3 separate regions of the Mus musculus genome follow, and all the other regions are linked to region 1. Evidence: chromatin contacts called from public Hi-C and HiChIP or PLAC-seq data. All regions are on one chromosome and are shown on one strand. Each heading gives the region's core, a stretch centred on a gene start, on an enhancer-like site or on the middle of the called end of the contact. The rest is flanking DNA. Distances are from core to core; before and after follow the strand shown. Region 1 has its middle 6.0 kb from the start of Gm33111. Region 2 holds the start of Pik3cg (phosphatidylinositol-4,5-bisphosphate 3-kinase catalytic subunit gamma). Region 3 overlaps Prkar2b (protein kinase, cAMP dependent regulatory, type II beta).

Evidence for each region. Hi-C and Micro-C count contacts between places; a contact is called where the count stands out from the background. HiChIP or PLAC-seq counts read pairs in DNA pulled down with a chosen protein or histone mark.
Region 2: an H3K27ac HiChIP or PLAC-seq map of the HPC-7 cell line shows a contact between it and region 1, with 5 times the contacts expected there. The contact joins the promoter of Pik3cg here to the enhancer-like site in region 1. A contact is called at or near these places in 1 of 39 promoter capture datasets (macrophages), 2 of 484 Hi-C or Micro-C datasets (natural killer cells and neurons), 4 of 115 datasets of contacts at active chromatin or transcription factors (CD8 T cells, the HPC-7 cell line, bone marrow-derived macrophages and 1 more) and 4 of 9 other capture datasets (adipose tissue, embryonic stem cells, liver and 1 more).
Region 3: a contact with region 1 is called in a Hi-C map of bone marrow-derived macrophages, with 38 read pairs. The contact joins two enhancer-like sites. A contact is called at or near these places in 3 of 15 datasets of contacts at CTCF or cohesin (CD8 T cells, the NIH/3T3 cell line and large pre-B cells), 8 of 484 Hi-C or Micro-C datasets (bone marrow-derived macrophages, cerebral cortex, cranial neural crest and 4 more), 5 of 115 datasets of contacts at active chromatin or transcription factors (bone marrow-derived macrophages, a colorectal cancer cell line, double positive thymocytes and 2 more) and 1 of 9 other capture datasets (embryonic stem cells).

Annotation. Positions count from the first base shown.
Region 1 is chr12:32,085,468-32,089,143 of GRCm38.p6, forward strand. No RefSeq gene overlaps it. Among named protein-coding and RNA genes, the nearest start is that of Gm33111, 6.0 kb to the left of the region's middle. Within about 2 kb of position 2,079, at least 43 of the 459 cell types and tissues checked have an H3K27ac peak or open chromatin away from gene starts, as enhancers often do. A contact at or near this core is called in the HPC-7 cell line and bone marrow-derived macrophages, where this site is marked.
Region 2 is chr12:32,206,798-32,210,473 of GRCm38.p6, forward strand. It overlaps Pik3cg (phosphatidylinositol-4,5-bisphosphate 3-kinase catalytic subunit gamma), which reads right to left and starts at 1,862. Exons shown (of 11, transcript NM_001146200.2): 1 at 1,721-1,862.
Region 3 is chr12:31,971,851-31,975,526 of GRCm38.p6, forward strand. Prkar2b (protein kinase, cAMP dependent regulatory, type II beta) reads right to left here. Exons shown (of 11, transcript NM_011158.4): 6 at 200-353. Among named protein-coding and RNA genes, the nearest start is that of Hbp1, 23 kb to the left of the region's middle. Within about 2 kb of position 1,836, at least 137 of the 459 cell types and tissues checked have an H3K27ac peak or open chromatin away from gene starts, as enhancers often do.

The DNA of each region.
Region 1 (3,676 bases), core at 829-3,328:
TAGCACAAGTTAATTTAGGATGATACTTTCTCCTTTTTCAGGAAATACCTGATCCAATTAACCACAATGCTTTCACATAAAAGAGGCCTATGCTCCACATTAGCTCTCTTCCAGTACAGTTATGTGTGTGTGTGTATAAACAAATACTAATTTTTTCAGTGTTGGGGATAGAACCCAGGTTCTCAGCCATGCCAGGCCTGAGCTAAATCCCCAGCTCCAAGCACTGGTTTTGTGGGCTTGTATGTGTGTGTGTGTGTGTGTGCGCGCGCGGCGTGTGTGTGTGTGCACGTGTGTGTGTGTGTGTGTGTGTGTGTGTGTGTGTGTGTACTCATCCCTATTTTTAAAAAGTCATGATATTTAGTCATTTCATTATTGATTGGACAGAAGAGAGCAAAGGTAAGTTACTATGAATTCTAGGATGCAGAGAAGAATCCATCCAAATCATTGGGTAGATTCAGCTTACAAAGATGAAGGGGAGAGGTAGAGACAGATTGTACCACTTCATCAGCCATCTGAACATAGTGGTCATTCATGGAGTCAAGTATACACACCAGGCACCGTTCCAGGGGCTGGAGATCCCGTGTGAGCAATATGCCCCAAGTTCCGGGGCTTGGGGGAAAGCCTGGCTGCCCACTGTGGCACTTAGCCTTGGTGTAACAATTCAGAGCAGCTTGCATTGATTTATGTTTCTGAGCAGCTAAGCTGTGGGTGACTTTACATTTTGGAAGAGGCCTTTTGTAGCCTGAAAAACCTGGAATGTTTTCTATTTGACTCTTTGCAGAATATGTGCGGACTTCTGGTCCAGAGATATGTTCTATTCCTCAGGGCCCAAATAAACAGTTGAATCCTCAGGCTGTTAGAGTCCTTTCTCCTATTAATCCTTTGCTATTTGTGTGAAGCAAAATTAAGTGTTTTTTTTACAACATGAGTAAGACTGGGCAGATATACTGTTTATAATAATTTCGTGGAATAATAATTCTGCTTTTTAAAGCCTTTGACTACTTGTGACTTTGTTTTCCTACCCTACAACCTCTACATAAAATGCTTCTATTCTCCAGGCAGGTCTTTTTCTATTTCTCTTTTTTTCTTAAACCTAAGTGGGCATCAGAAAGGGACGTGTGCAAATGACCCACATGCAAAAGAAAGAAGCAACTTGGCTGCTACTGCCTTTGTCAGTTACTACTTCAAAACCCCTTGACTTTCCCACCTGCATCCTACTGTGTGTTCTTCATGGGGTCATATTTGTTAGACTAAAGCAGTCCGACTGTGCGTCCCTCATGGGGTCTACTTGTTAGTAAACTCTTAAGAGGGTGAAATATTTCCCAGCCCTTCTCCCTGGGTAGTGTACTCTTTTGCTTCCTTTCTTACTGGCTGGCTCAGACTTCTGCTTGCTCAGTGAGAGACTCTGGCAAAGGGGAATCTTTTCAGTGGTGACTTCCACTCCTAAGATTAATTTCCATCTGTGGAGCTAAGTCCTCTTTCTTTCCTATAGAGCTGTTCCAGATAGCAATGTCACCAGTGCCCACTTTGAGCTTGTATCTGCTATCCTGGTGTCTCCCTGGTAGGGAATCCCTGCCCAGCCACACCCATACTGAAAACATCTGCCAACTATGGAGTGGAGTGGCCTGGGCTGGGTATCAGCCGATTCAGCCCAGCTCTTCCTCATTGAATTCATCATCAGATCCGAGCCAGCTGCTTAGCATCCCAATGCTTGCATTCCCACATCTGTAACATAAAGATAATTTGAACTTTTCTTTCGGCTTCTGGGACTAGAACTAAACTGAGTATGAACATTGGAGTTCCCATGGCAACAGTCTTGCCAGGTGTCTAGTATGCCATGGGGGCAATAAATGATTTACGATAAGCACCTGTAGAGTCTTCTGCCTCGCGATTCTACAGGAAACCTGGAGGATATACTTCCCCGTTCATTTGCATTCATCAACTCCGGAGGCTTCATCTTGCTGCTCTAAACTGTCTGGTTCTCGGTTTGCAGAGTAAAGCCAATTAGCACACCTTGGAGCCCTTGAATCTACAAGCAACGTGAGTACAGCTATAGTTCAAATAAAGAGGAAGAAACCTGCTTCCTTCTGAAACCACAGAGGAGTCCCCAGGAGTGGCTGATGGGGGTGGAAAGGGTTCCAACTCTGAACCATCTCAAGAAAACACGACTTTCAGTTCTACAAAGCAGCTTTGTTGTAACGGTATTATCATTATTGTTACTTGTGGCATATGTTAATCTACAAGAGGACAAAATCTAATAATCACACCATTACTTACTTAAGCAATATTAGCATTTTTGATATCAATCCTTCCCATCCTTTTTTCTAGACTTCCAAATATTCTAAGACTACTTTCTCATTTGTGCCCCTTTCTACAAGTCATTATTGATTATAGAAAGTTACGGTGGAGTGTGTCATCAGAAGGACATAATTTGAGTAACCAATTCACAATTACTCAACATTTAGGTTTTTCCCTGAATTAACTGTTAATTAAAATCAATTCACACAGTGACTTAAGGTCTTACATTAATTTTAGCTGGCACTTTGCCAATCTACAGATATGTTTGCTCATCCATATAACTACTACTGTAGCAGTCTCTTCCTTACAAAGTTCCCTCTGTCAGCGGACAGAGCAAACACACTGAAATTCCTCCTCAACCGGTTCCCACAGTACTTTCAAAAGAAAAGGCACTGGTCTGAATTTTCTTTTCCCAAAATCTCTGGTGTCATAGGTGAGTCTTTTGCCTAAAATGTCATCCTCCCTTCCCACATTTGTTAAAAATATATTTTTCTTTCTGATTCTTTCTTCCTTTAACTGAGCCACTGATCTCATCATTTTAATACCAAATTCATTTCTATTACTCATTTTTGATGCTGTGTTCTACTTTCTTTTTTTTTTTAAATGAAGGTTTATTCCTTTAGCTCAGTTCATCTCACAACTTTTAGTATCAAAGTTCCTTTAAAAGTTCTGAGGATGCCAAAGAGTCTCTGTTTGAGTTGTATCTGTTGCTATTTAATGCATTTGACTGAAAATAGAGGAAAGTTAACATATTTTAGCATATCATTTTAAGGTTATAATATGACACCTGCTACATGTTAACAAAAACACCAAATTTTTGCAAAAAAGATAGGTATATTTTCAACGTAGAAGCAAGTTTATTGGCATTGTTCTACATTTTTGCAACTCCCTTTGATATCCAAGGAGAAGCATCAGGAGTCACCCACAAACAATGTGGCTATATACAGCTGTGGTGTACTCCCCCGGAAGGAAGATTGGCTTTACACAGCTGTGTGGTAGAAGGAAGACTTTGGCAGCTGTCCTGAGCAGACTCGGGGATACCCAGGCATCCTCTGGCTGCAATTGAGAGCTGCAGCCTTAAACCTATTCCACTTGCTCAGCATCAGTTCATGTGACTTTTTTTTTTTTTTAACAAGAAATGAGGACAATGCTATTTCAACATTACATGACAAAGCTTCAGTAACAGACAGTCATTTATATTTGTATGAAAAATGGGAAACACTTCCTTTGGGCTATTTGGAAGATAAGATGCTGTCTGAAGCAACATGCAGTTATTAAAGCACATTGTTCTTTCAATAGCTACTTTCAATACATACTTAAATTTCATACTTAAACACTGAGACTCAAAACTAGCAATTTTCTAAATGAAACAAAAATT
Region 2 (3,676 bases), core at 612-3,111, 120 kb after region 1:
CCCTCACATGTGCACAAAAATATGTTAAACCCTCATCTAGCACAGTGTCTGTCATTTACTGGCTCAAAATGGCAACTGTTTGTAAGTACCCTGAAACTCACAGATGCATAAGACAGTACAGTGGAGGGCAAAGGCTGAGTCCCTAAGGTGCGGTGTGAGACCCTGAACATCACTTTGAGAACAAGCCAATGCCGATGCATTTCCTCTGTTCAGTCTCACACTTCTCTAACCTAGACACCCAATCTTGCTTCATCTTCTCTATTTTCAAACTGTCTGAACCCAGTCTCCCTAGTCAACTTCCTGTCTTCTTTCTTTTCATTTTTTCTTTCTATATAAGAAAGCTAGTCATTCCATTCATAAAACTCAAGTGTAGTAAAACTGGTGAAGATTGTAATCAAAGCCGTGTCCCCACACATACCATTTTGGTCATGGAATGCAGAGCATTCCAGCTATCACTGCTATATTAGGGCAGGGGGAGGTGCTAACATACATGGACTTTACCAATATGAACTTTTAGGTAATTTTAACTGAGCCAGTTGGTTTGGCCTGCCTCTGCTTTAGAGGGGACACAGTAGAAGACGTGATTCCTGCCCTCCCATGACCCGAAACAATAATTCAGTTTCCTTATGTCCTAATATTTTCATCTCCATAGCAGGAATTTACAAATTTGTTCCCATCATATTACCTATATTTAGGTATTTGCCCTCTACAAGGTATTTAAGCATAACTATGAACCCATCAACTAATGACTGAAATGCTCAGAGTTCCAAAACTAAAAAATAATCCATAAAAATGATTCATAAAAATTTTGATTTTAATATTTAACATTGCTACATTGGTACTACATTATATTCTAAACCACATTCAAATATTGAAACAAAATATTTCAGAAAATATCATTTACTCTCTAATTGATGTTAATGAGATCCATAATTAGTTTTTCCTGAAGAACAGTGGAGTGTTAATTATATACCCCAAAGGAGATCTTGATTAAAAGCTATAAAAGACAAGTTACATTGGATCTCAACTTATGTACAATTCTTGGGTTAAACTATTTTAAAAGTCAATTCTCCCTCCTTTTAAAATATAATGAAGCTATACTTAGTAAATAAATGAAACCAACTGTCCCAAACAACTGTTGCTTGGTAGCTTAAAGCATTCACTTTGGTCTTTTGGTATAGTATAGAATAACCAACAAAGAAAAGAACCATAAACTATTTTGATACTGACATGAACTTAAAATAAAACATGTCCAAATTTAAGCATACAAATATAACTCAGTTATCTGCCTCAGTGACAGCAGGAACTCACGCTATATAGCACGATACAAGGTACAGAAGAGAAAAGGCTGACCAAATACTCACTGGGTTTCCTCATGGCTGGGACTAAGTAGCTTTGTCCTCTTACAAAAACACTGTCTGGACAGAATTCCCAAGCAAGCACTTGGTCGACTCTGGAGCCTGTCCGTCACGGGCTCTGTGGCCGCCCCTTTCCGCACAAACAAAAACAGAAAGAACTAGTGCACCTGCAAGCCCTTGCTGGACGGAACTTTGTGGATGTACACAGTCTAAGCGCGCCGAGACAAGGAAACTCAGACGCTCGGGGGTTGGCTCAGCTTGAACCGGCAATGGATCCAGACAAAAAGATTCTAGCTGAGAAGGAAGGTGTTACTGTTCCAAGTCATACCAAGCAAAGAGCAAACAACAGAAAGCAGTCGTACCTGAGGCAGCCCTGGAGGTGATGCGGAGGAGGATCATTTGTTTACTTTAGGAAAAAAAAAAAAAAAACGAATCTAGACCTACCCGGGGCACCTCGTCTCTTCCTCTTTTCTGGGGCTCCCTTCATATCCAGATGCAGAGGAAGTGTTGCAGTTACCAGGAAGGAAGTTTTAACCAAGTTGATTATACATGTGATTGCTCATTTTAAAAGTGTCAGAAATGCATTTCCTGCTGAAGCACACACAGAGCAGAGCGGAACAGAGAACGGTGTTTGCCTTACTATTTCTCTCACTCTTTGAATTAACTCTTCAAAGATTGTGAGAGACTCAGACAAACCAAAAATATACCCAAGGCATAAACAAATGAAGCGTGTGTGTAGCTAGCAATAAGTAGAAGAAAGGGCTGCGTAGCCACAGTATTGGATTGCTTGTAGTGAAATCTATTTCCCTTTGAGAATTCGAATAAGCCCTAGTGTGTGTGTGTGTGTGTGTGTGTGTGTGTGTGTGTTGTAACTGTGGACTGTTGGGCTCAGTCTGGATGCTTGCAAGAGCAAAGCCTGGGAACTCACTTCCTTACATTGGTGAGACCTCCCCCTGCCTCCCTTCTAGACCATTCAAGTCTCAAAATATCACAAACTGAAAGTCCTGCAGCATGCAATGTGTGTGCCTGTTGCTGATATGCTGAGTGTGTGTGTGTGTGTGTGTGTGTGTGTGTGTGAAAATGAATTAGTCAGACAAAACAGGAGGACATTGCTCTCCTGGCGACATTAGGGAGCTAGAAACTGCCTGCTCCAGGCAGGTAATCACTGAGAGATGGCTTCCAGTTTCCACAGGCTTGGAGAACAGGGAGGAGGCAGGCTCTGAATTCTTCTTAAAGCAGTCCTATATTTTCCAAGTAACCTCAATTCCTTCTACAACCCTAAGCATAGCCAGTCGTCCCCTGTTCCAGGGGTCTCTATACCAGGGCTTATTCTCCCCCACTAGGCTGTCAAGGATTCCAGCTGGAACAGCAAGAAGGATAGAGGAGCCTCACACAGCCCTCCGAAGCACAGCCTCATGAGTTTCTTTGAGCTTCGTGGATATTGAGATAGAGTCTCTGACCTGTTCTATTTCCTCTCACACAGTCCTTGTGATGGTTCGTACAGATTGTAAACGTGACAGGATCTGGAATCTAAGAGACAAATCTCTGTGCATCCCTATAAGCCTGTCTCTAGACTGGCTTAGGTGAAGTATATAAAGGTCCACTCTAAACATGGGAGCTGCAGTTCTGGATGGGAGAAAGCCAGAGAACGGCAGGCCCTGTTCATCTGCTTCCTGATGGCAGATGCAATGTTAGCAGCTGCTCTATGATCCTGCCGGCATGACTTTCCTGCCACGATGCACTGTACCCTCAAATTGGGAACCAAAATAACTCCCGTTCTGCCTTAAATTGCTTCTGTTGGATGCTTTGTCACAGCAACAAGGAAAACAGTACATAAAAGATAAAGTCCTTTGGGTCTTAGCTTTAAAATAGTGGTTTAAGAGTCAATAGCAGTGGTCAAGTCTTGATTCAAAGGCTGCTGAATTTCAGATATGTAAAGGGGGTATTTCAGCTTTCCAAAGCATATTTCTATGTAAGCATACTTCCTTGAGAGGTTGGTATCTTTACAAGTCTCAGGGTAGCTTGAATTGTTTAGGGGGGAAGACTTACCAAGTTATGCTTCACTCAGTGTGTGTGTGTGTGTGTGTGTGTGTGTTTGGGGGGGCCCTGACAGCAGGTGAAGTGAGTAGGGCTCTTCAGAGGGGACGCTGACCTGAGGGGACTGTGAGCTGACTAATTCTCAGCTTTCCAGCTTTACACACACATGCATATGCACGCTTTCAGAAATGCTAGACTCAGGCTCTTGGGTCCTTTTTCTTTTGAAAGGACTATTCAGCTAAGTTCACTCATGTGAAAAAAATGTCAATTCTCTGACTAAA
Region 3 (3,676 bases), core at 586-3,085, 110 kb before region 1:
ACATAAAGCTTTGGTTCAGCACAGACTTTGTGCTTAACAGTGTAGCATCTTAGCAAATGCTTAACGAATGCCAATGACTTGTGATCCCAAATAAAACCACCAATCAAAATTAAAATACAGACTGGGGATATCTGCCTATCTACTGCCATGATAATTTTCAAAAACAACAACATTTAGGTCAAGCAAATATTTTACTCACCAAACCCCACAGAGCACCAGGAGAGGTAGCAGTGATTGTAGCTGCTCTGGGTGTATTGTACATTAAGGCCAGTTCTCCAAAACTCCCACGGTTATCATAGTTACCGACGCATCTTCCAACGCCATCACATTTTACATAAATATCAAATGTTCCTCTGTTGGACATATATAAATTCATATGGAAGTCAGAGACAGTGTGACTCAGGCAACATTAGTTACAGTGCAGCAGAGCTTCAGAGAAGAGCCCCGTGCAATGCAATCTTGATGCTGCCTGCCTATCCCTGATGATAACAGTGTGTGCTCATCTGTTCCAGACCTATTGAAATGGCTATCAACTACACCAGGACAGGGACAACCCACAGGGAAAAGGGAACTAAACAAAGTTAGAGTCAGGGATAGAGTGTGCGCAGAAAGTCATCTCTGCAACATACACCAAACACTAGCTGGACTTGTCTCAGACAGTAAGAACTGTGAGGTATGCCAGGTCATTGACTGCGTACTTAACAGACATGTATTAAGTACATGGCTTCTAAGACCAAGCGAAAATGGCTATTTTTTTTTAAAGGAATTCAGTTCTAACAATCTGCTGATGAGTCCTTTATAAACTATGGCAGGAGCTGGCCCCCAGGCCAGCTGCCAATAAAGTCTTATTAGAACACAAATGTTGTCTTTATTATACATAGCTGGTTTGGGTTACAAGCAGAATTGAATTTTTAGGCCATATTGGCCCATGAAGCCTTAACACTCCTTCCTTGACCCCTCACTTTAGGTCAGCTCCAAGCTGAAACTAGAAAGTGGTAGGAGATCAGACCAAGCTTCCGGCCTTGGTCTTTCTGTAGATGTTTCTGTGTTGGTTTTCCCTTGAGAAAACAGACTCCATTTACACGTCCCTGTGCTCAGGTCACCAGGCCCTACACTCATATAAGCTATTTTTCTCACAGAGCCGTCTTCCCACATTCTGTACTCAGTAGAGAACATGGTTTCAAGGCTGGCTGGGGTACCTGGGAGGCAGCTTTATTCTGTTGGTAAAAATCCTGGACAAAGATGTGGTAGTGCAAAAGCGGACAGTTTTTTGTTTGTTTGGTTTGGTTTGGTTTGGTTTTGGTCTTGGTTTTGATGATAGGGTTTCTCTGCCCTGGAACTCACTCTGTAGACCAGCCTGGCCTTAAACTCACAGAGATCTGCCTGACTCTGCCTCCCAAGTGCTGGGGTTAAAGGCGTGCACCACCAGCTGGCAGGGACAGCTTTTAAGGATTAGGAAAAGACTGTGACTAGTAAAGAAATCTACAGGAACAGAAACAAAAGACATTACCTAATACGGGAGAAAATGGTTGCCCTTTAATTTGTGGATAGAATGGTGCTTCTGAGGAAACACCCTAGAATTTGTTCCACGGATAATTACTTTTAAACCAGTATTTTAAACCCTGCCATTTATACTGAAAAAAGAAAAGAAAAAAATATAAAACCAAAGTGCCCTGGTGAGGGTGAAAGCAGCCCAGCGGAGAGCCTCGGTGGGAGGAGGGCCTCAGTGGGAAGTCTGTAAACAGGTGGCAGCTGCTCTTCGTACTGACTGACGTTATGAGGCCTCAGGCAGTGCATGACAGAGCAATGAGCCTGAACAGAAGCTGGTGACAGGAGATCTGGCTGTGGGCCAGACGCACTGACTATGTGGGTGACCTCAATCAGCAGCCCAGCTCCTGTGAGCTGGAGTGGTTCCTATGCCAATGGGAGGTTAGGCTCTGACTGGAGAGCACGTTGTAAAACACACCCACTGCAAGAACTGGACTGCACCTGGGGCTCTCACCTATCACTCAATTAAAATTTAAAAAAAATGAGTGGATTTCTAAGCGGTTTTGTTAGTGAAGGCTGTGACATCAAAACTATGACTCTGCCGTACACAAAGGGATATGTCGGGGTTAGGCTCTATCCCTAACCCTGGCTAGCGTTGCGGTGGAAGGGCACCAGGAGAAAGGAGAAATGAGCCAAGGCCCCAACTGAAAGGCATGACGGCATTTTACCCAGGGAACTGCTGGGCAATGCGGGGCACACACCTTTAATTTCAGCACTTGGGAGGCAGAGGTAGGCAGATCTCTGAGTTTTGAGGCCAGCCTGGTCTGCAGAGTGAGTTCCAGGACAGCCAGGGCTACACAGAGAAACCCAATCTCTTGAAAAACAAAACCAAACAAGAAGAAGGAGGAGGAGGAGGAGGAGGAGGAGGAGCAGGAGGAGGAGGAAGAGGAGGAGGAGGAGGAGGAAGAGGAGGAGGAGGAGCAGGAGGAGGAGGAGGAGGAGGAGGAGCAGGAGGAGCAGGAGGAGGAGGAGGAGGAGGAGAAAGAGGAGGAGGAGCAGGAGGAGCAGGAGGAGGAGGAGAAAGAGGAGGAGGAGGAGCAGGAGGAGGAGGAGCAGGAGGAAGAGGAGGAGGAGGAGGAGCAGAAGGAGGAGGAGGAGGAGCAGAAGGAAGAGGAGGAGGAGGAGGAGCAGAAGGAGGAGGAGGAGGAGCAGAAGGAGGAGGAGGAGGAGCAGAAGGAGAAGGAGGAGAGGAGGAGGAGGAGGAGCAGGAGGAGGAGGAGGAGCAGGAGGAGGAGGAGGAGCAGGAGGAGCAGGAGGAGGAGGAGGAGGAGAAGGAGGAGGAGGAGAAGGAGGAGGAGGAGGAGGAAGAGGAGGAGCAGGAGGAGGAGGAGGAGGAGGAAGATGCACAGTTGCACAGTTCCTATATGATTAGGAAAGGGAGCCAAGAGGAGGTGTAATTACCAGCTGACCACAATTCTACCCAGAGGACCAGAACTGCTAGTAGATCAGGTGGGGAGACGATCTGTGTTCCTCACAAAACTGAGCAGCTAGGGACACCAACTGCCACAGAAACCCCGCCTGACTCTAAGGTGAAGAACACCCTGCTCATGTGCTACGGAGGGTCGGAGGCTCATCTATCCACCATATTGTTCTCTGGTTAGGTAAAACAGTCGAAGATCTCTGAAACCAGATTGTCAATACTAGTAAGTGCATATCCTTTCTGTTTAATAAAATATTTTCTATGTGTTCAAGGTCAACCTGTCTACACAGCAGGTGCCAAGACAGCCAGAGCTACATAGTAAAACCTATTTCAAAAAACAAACAAACAAAACAAAACAAAAACCACTCTAAAACATTTTAAAAGACAACTATAATACTACCCAATTTCTGTGAGGACACAGGAAGTGCTCACTCTACTGGTTAAAGGATACTAAAACAGTAGGGGAAAAGGCTCCCTTCCTTACCCTATGCCTTCTGGAATACCTGATTCTTTTAGTTAATAATAAGGACATTGTATTGTGGCGATACTGAGTGGGCTATACCATCACTTAGATTCTTTGGTACCATGTCTTGCTCCAATTCTCACTGTAATTAGCATCTACTATATGGCAATATTACTTTCTACCTGCCCAATATGAACGAGCAAATCAAGGCACATTCATTTCTGTGACTTACAGATTTACTTCTT